Linked DNA regions of Mus musculus: region 1 is linked to region 2. Evidence: chromatin contacts called from public Hi-C data. All regions are on one chromosome and are shown on one strand. The core of a region is the stretch at or near the end of the contact, and the rest is flanking DNA. Distances in the headings are between cores, read along the strand shown.

Region 1 (3,562 bases), core at 830-3,329, 110 kb after region 2:
GCTGTTTCTCACATTATGGAGTTTAATTCTTTCTTCTTAAAAATACATCCCGGAAGGCTCTGCGTGCCAACAGATTCTTTAGCTGCTGTTAGTGCCGATGTGCCAGCCTTTACTTATGGATCAGTTGGACCCTTAAGCTACTCCCAGTCTCTGTGACTACAAACCAAGCTTGCCTGTACTTACACAACTTTGTAAATGTTTCGTGTGGTGGTGGTGGTGGTGGTGGTGGTGGTGGTGGTGGTGGTGGTGGTGGTATCTGAAGGATAGGGACTCCAATGTGGGATTGCTAAATCATTTAACAAAGATGTGGCCATGTCACTTGCTCATGGGCTGTGTGTTCATAGATTGTACCCTTTTGTACATATATATGAGTATCCTGGTGTGTATTGTGCAGCGGGTCCTCCATTGATTTCTGGGTTGGACTTTTTCTGGCTATTGGACAAGAAGTGCTGTCCTTTTTCTCTGATGCAGCATGGCACTAAGGCCACTGGAGATTTTTCTGGATCTCTCTGATCGAGTTTTTGCCTGCTTTCCAGCGGAGTGGCTGCTCTTTCCTTCTCCTTTTCTGGAAGATGCTTCTGTTTGCAGGAGGTAGTTTGTCTCTACTCAGAACGGGAGGGAGAAGAGAGCAGACGGTCAGTCAGCCCAGGTGTCAGGTGGGACGCAATGGGGATTCAGATAGAGGCTGGGGCAGGGCAGGCAGGCAGGCAGGCGTTGCCAGCAATGAGAATCTTGTTATGAGTTCTGTCCTTGTGCCCAGGCCTCATTCAGACCCTCCTCCTGCCAACAACTTCCCCAGAACTGCCTGGGTAGAATTATCCATGGCCCTTGCCAGGGCTCAGGTCTGCGGCTATTGTAGTCTGCTTTATGCTGGTCAGTAGCCAGAAGGTATAAGAGGGAGTGCTGGCAGAGGTGCTGGGGGCTGTGAATAGTAAATACATCCCAGGGGGTTGCAGCAATTGATGTAGCCATGTCCCTTGTTTAGTCTGACCCTTGGTTTCTCTTCCGGGTAGTGGAAGGATAATGCTCAAGTTGGCATCTGATAGAATCACCAAGGGAGTTTTGTAATGACATGGTGCCTGGACCCAGCCTCAAAGGGGTTATGTTCCATGCATCCATCAGTGGAGAACTGATGATGTATGTCCGTCCATCTCTTCTGTCTCAGACACTCTGACAGCATTACAATCTTGCAGAGCCTCATTCCTTCCAAGGCAAAGAGAGGTGACTCACCACCCCATGCCACACATCAAGAGACTTCTGTGGAATAAGGAGGAAGAGTTACCTTCTTAAGCCTTGTTTCCTTATCTCCAGTGGTTGTGAGCACACACTGGGGGTAGCTGCAAACAGTTGTCAGCCTCTAAGCTGTGTGGATTGGACCCACTGAATACGCAAAGCTAATCTTGCTCGAATTAATCACCCCAAGCAGTTAGCCACTTGTACTCTTTCCCTGCTGGGATGACGGGCGGGTCAGGCTCTCGCAGCCTCGGAACTTATGAATAATTGTTTCCTCTCTGATGCTGAGCTTGTGGGTTTTTTTGATGAAAAGAAAATCCATGATTTTTTTTTCCCACATGAGTTGAAGCTGCTGTTCACACGGGGAGACTTCTCAGCGCTCACTTTAATAACTCCGGCTTCTCTGACCTTTCCTTTCTGTTCCCCTATTTATGCCACACAGATTGGTAGAAAAAAAAAAGTCCAGAGCGTGCATCCAGGAGAAGCTTTCGAAGCGGGCGGGCAGGCGAGTGGGCTCACCGACTGCATTTCCTATCCCTTTTGCTTTTTAAATGCTCCTAAGCAAATAGCCCCAGCACCATTGATCATTAGGAAGCCATGGGTGAAGAGCCGATGCTTCACTCCAATTACCGGGGCAGGTCCAGCAGGCTTTGCGCTGTGGGGTAGAGCCCACAGCACTCCAAGTATAATCGGAGCTCCGGCAACCTGAAATTTGTTTTAGGCTTAATTGGCCCGAGGCTGGTACATGGCCCCCAGCTCTTCCTCTGCAGCTATGCACACTGTATTTTCAGTCCTGGAGTGACTGACTGGGTTGCTTCCACAAGGCCTCATTCCATTGAGAGAGAGAGAGAGCCTGGATGCTTGCCACATGAAAGGCTCACAGCAGAGACCACCCACCTGCCATAGACCTAGAGCTTGCCTTGTGATGGTGTGATGTCATGCCCAAGTACCTGAGATTTAAATAAATAAATAAATAAAAATACCACTCTCCTTATTTAATTCTCCACTCCAAGCAAATCCTTGCACCTTGCAAGCAGCTTCAGCAGGGAAGCATGTATGCACAACAGCTCCTAACCCTCCTGCCTCTAATTTAATCTTGTGGTCGCGTAAATTACAGTGTTGTCTTTGACAACTGTCCGGTTGGTTAGTGACTTCAGGGCACCCGAGGGGACTCAGAGGATTGGCAGCAGCCGTCTCCTCTGATTTCACACCACAGTGTCAGCGCAGAGCACCTCTGTGACCTCAGGAATCACGGGGGTCTCACCACCGAGACATAAGTACTCGTGCACAGACACACAGGCGCACACACTCACACACACACACTCGACCTTCAGCCACTCTGCCCTCAACCAAGTTGGAAAATGGGACTGGACATCCCCCTGCCTGCCTTGACCTTTCCAGGAACAAGCCTCCATCCCTAAGTGACCTAGGAGCTGTCAGCCAACCCATGCAAAGTGACACCACCTGTTCAAATACTCCAAGGGCTACAGGAAGGGTATGCCAAGGAACAGGAGGAAGACAAGATGTGTATTTTACTACACCACAGCCTGGCTCTGTCTCCAGAATACCACATGATCTAGAATCGGACTTTAAGCTCGTCTAGTCTGCGCGTGTGCATGATGAGAATGGGAGACAGTTATTACTCATCTGTTCATTTTCCCTGAAACCAAGTGATCCCGACCTCCTTTGGAGCTTCCATGGTAAACAGCTCTTTCTGCTGAAAAAGTTTTCTCCAAGCCAGTGTCCCTGGAAGCAGGAGTGAAGCTCTCCTTCCACACTTGTCACCATTTGTCACATTTGTAAGAAAGATCTCTGTAGATCATGAGCCAATTTGTTGGGGGCAGCTATCCATCAAGGCAGAACCTGAGCATTCATCTTGAAGCCTGGCAGCTGCTGCCTACACAGAACAGACGATGCCTGCAAGGAGTGACAGTGACAGTGAGTCCTCTGCGAGAGGGCCGCAGCACCCTGTGGCATGTAATGAGTGTAGGCAGGGAGAGACTCCAAAGGGAAACTGCCTGTGTGAGATCATTGTAAACCTCACACCCCGTCTGCATATGTCTTGCCCGAGTCTAACACTCAAGGAGGACGTGGTCTCCAGAGACTCTGGCTCCATTTGACAGCATCTTAAATGTCAGCATTAAAATTCATACCCGGTTCTGAAAATGTATGGAATGCTCAGGAGAGGTTCTGTGTGACCACTCCAACTTTGAGGAATTATACATTATTGGTGCGGCAGATAATCAGAGTGCTGGCAGAATCCGTGTGAGCTTCACAGAGAGTCTTTCTTCTGGGGACCTGAGATGGAAATGCAGCAGGAGGCATTGAA
Region 2 (3,338 bases), core at 376-2,875:
CAGATCTGAGCACAGGGCACTGCTATAAGGACGGGCCTTCGATTGAACACCGTTTCTGTTGGGACTGGCTTGATGTGGTGTGAGTGTCCATGTGGGCAAGGACTCTCACACGAAGACCAGGACCACAAACAAACTGTGCCCATCATGAGTGCTTACTGTGAGATGGCTGAACAACTGTTCCCCATTCTCCTCTCACTGAGCCTCACAGCAGCAGCCCTGCAAGGTAGCTGTGTGTTGATTAGGAACACGGAGGTGCAAAATCTTACCTGCAGTTACCAACCACACAACAGAAGAAACCCCAGTCTGAAGCCTTCTTGCTTTGTCTCTTTCTCTAAAGTTTATGGCTGCAGTCACTGTCCTCTAATGCGTTCCTGACCAGGAAGTAGTAAATAGACCAGAGAACTGAGGGAGAAAAAGGCGCTTACAGGAAATACACAAGGCTTGCGTCTAATCTGCTCTGTTTCAGGATTTAAAATGACAGAGCAAAATGGAAAGCCAGCAGGGATTTTTAAACATGACTCAGAGATCAAACATGACTCCTTTTTGTCCCAGAACACTTCACACTCGAACCCCAGGCTTCACTGCTGCTGGTGCGCGTCCAGACTCAGTCCTGTAATTGGTCAATTTACATCGTGTTTGTCGCCAGCAGATTAGGAAGGCACAGGTGTCAGATCTAGGAAATCCGCAGAATCTCAGCCTTGTTGAGACTAATTGGTCCAAACGATAAAATGTTAATTAGAAAATAAATCTAAACCTTTATTTTTGTAACTTTGATTGGTGTCCCTCTTTCTTAAATCCCTATGTATTCACAAGGTTAAAAAAAAATTTCTTTCCTCTAGAAACTATGAGTGTTAAATGTGAGAATTACCAAGACTTTTCATTGAAAACATCAGCCAGTTTATTAAAATGTATTCAGTTGCTGCAGATCCTTAAAATCATGGTTCACATCTATCTATACCATCTTTAACGGGAGAGAGCGGTGGGAGACAGCATCAAAGCCTCCTTGCGGGAGGAAGCCCAGAACCCCGGATGTGTTCCCCGTGGGGGGGGGGGGGGCGCTCTTTCTTCTCTTGCAAGGACAGCAACATTAGCACAACAGCATCAGACAAAGGAGAGTTCGTCTTGTTCATACCCCTAGCTTGTGCAGCTTCCTTCTCCACAGGCTTGAGAATACCCCTGTTCTCACAGTAATAAGTCCCAGGTCTTAATTTCCTTTCAGTATTTGGAGTCGCCACTATGCTATAGGATTTTCGGTGCTAGAATGTTTGCACTGGATTGGTAGCTGTCCCTCAAGGCTGCTGCCTTGGGAGGTTATATACACTTGAGTCATTAGTATTTGGAGACCGAGGATGACTCTAGACCCATTGAGTTTTTCTCAGCCAAATACCTGGTACTCAGCACTCTACCTTACAGCCAGCTCTCATCTGACTTCGGTAGCCTTTCCCTGTTTCCCTATTAAAGTTCGCCTGCTGAGGTGACCACTGATAACCAGTGATGACCACATCTGTTAATGTGACACTTGATGAGCCCTTACTTCATTAGAAGTCAGTCTGCTACACTCTGTCTCTCTGACTAAGCTGTGGGCAGCACAGAAGAAGCAGGAGCCGTCTCGCGTTACCACAGCAGTGCCTGTCAATCAGACCCTCGGGGCTTTGAGAAGGGAATGAATGACTGTGTCTAACTTTACACGTGCAGAAGAAGAAGCCTGGAGGCCGGGGAAAGGCTGCAGTGATTTGCACAAGCACTTATGAGACAAACATCCTGCCTAGCTCTAGCCTAGAGGACTTTAGGTCACACAATGGCGTGACTGTCAGCCGGGGTAATTTACATAAAAGCAGTCACGGAGACGATCTGATTCTCTGCCCGTCTGTAGTTGGCTGGGATTCCAGACGTCTAAGGAAAAGAGCTAGGAGCTACTGTCAGTGAGAAATGTGTCCTTGTGTGTGTGGCCATGAGCACATGTGTGCACATGCATGTAGTGGGGAGGCTGCGAAGGAAGGCTACGTTTCTCTTCTGCACACTGCCACATACCTCAGGCTATCACCGTAGGAACCTGCCCGCTTTCCTGGAAGCTCATGGATATTTATACGTTATTGGTTGAATTTATGATGAAAACTTAATGTATAATTTCTCTAACATTTTTTGGAAAAAATAAATGAAACAAACGTCTTACAGCCTGGAAATATCCACCAAAAAAGTCCTATTTCTTTCCAGGATTTCAGATATATTTAGGTTTCTTTTATGTAAGTGGCATCATTTTTAATGAAGTCCTATATTCTTCATTTTCAACAAATGTTACATAACGACTCATTAAAATTTCTTCAGAAAAAAATTCAAAAACATAATTTTAATGACTGTATAATATTGCATTTTATGGATGTATCATAAATGTCTTAATTATTTCTTCTTCTTAGATATTTATGCTCTTTCCAGGCCTTTTGTTATAAATAATGCTGTGATGAGTCCCCGAATAAAACTTTCTCTTCCTCTCAGACTATTTACTTAGGCCACATCTCTAGCTCTGAAGTTAGCTCATATGTACACACGGTACATTGCTAGGTTTTCAATACATATTGCTAAGCTACATTTCAGGAAATATTTTTTCACAATTTATTTGCTAGCTAAGGCGTTGTGAATGTCATGGAAGACAGACATAAGGTGTAGCCACAGCCCCTTTCCGTGAAACTGAAACTGTGGGACAGAAGGGTATGGTCCTTCTGCAATCCAGGAGCAGATCACAAGGGCCTAACTGCAGGCCGGTGAACTCCGCAGGCCAGCCGCCTGGCAGAGGCTTAGATAAGAGGGCAGAACAGCAGTCACCTGACAGAAAGACCAGGCCACACTTCAGCACACAGGGGACCTGGTAGCAACATCTTCCAACACGTATCAAGTGCCTTTGAAATGTGCAGTTTACCTATCAGGTGGTACCCAAGCATTCTGAGAGAGACCACTGGCTACCGGACACCCACCTTCTTGGTGCATTGCTTCCTTATGTCCCCCCACCCCGGATCACTTGAGTAACTGTACTCCAGGGCACAGACCATCACCCTTGTGTTCACTGTGACCCGGCCAGCCCATCTGATTTGATTACTGATCCTATCGTGGATATCTTTATACATGAGTCAAGCTTTTATGTAAGACAGTAAAATATTAAAATGCTTAAAAGCATAGACTCTGGAGCCAGGCTGTCTGAGCTCAGTTCCTAGCTCTGCCATTTCGTAACTGCAGGGTCTTAGGCAGGTTCCTAAGTCTCTCTGGTGTTGTCTTCTCATCTACAGAGTGGATAACAATAGTGATTCTCTTTAGACTTGCCATTCGGATGTGCTACGACTTACGTC

What was found. A called contact is a pair of places that touch in the nucleus more often than the background predicts.
Region 1: a contact with region 2 is called in a Hi-C map of the N1E-115 cell line, with 2.7 times the contacts expected there. The contact joins two enhancer-like sites. A contact is called at or near these places in 3 of 484 Hi-C or Micro-C datasets (the N1E-115 cell line, Th1 cells and nephron progenitors), 2 of 115 datasets of contacts at active chromatin or transcription factors (embryonic fibroblasts and embryonic stem cells) and 1 of 9 other capture datasets (liver).

The regions. Positions count from the first base shown.
Region 1 is chr19:58,164,357-58,167,918 of GRCm38.p6, forward strand. No RefSeq gene overlaps it. Among named protein-coding and RNA genes, the nearest start is that of Gm50287, 66 kb to the left of the region's middle. Within about 2 kb of position 2,080, at least 18 of the 459 cell types and tissues checked have an H3K27ac peak or open chromatin away from gene starts, as enhancers often do. A contact at or near this core is called in the N1E-115 cell line, where this site is marked.
Region 2 is chr19:58,059,311-58,062,648 of GRCm38.p6, forward strand. The region is part of intron 28 of Atrnl1 (attractin like 1); the gene reads left to right. Among named protein-coding and RNA genes, the nearest start is that of Mir5623, 9.8 kb to the left of the region's middle. Within about 2 kb of position 1,626, at least 63 of the 459 cell types and tissues checked have an H3K27ac peak or open chromatin away from gene starts, as enhancers often do. A contact at or near this core is called in the N1E-115 cell line, where this site is marked.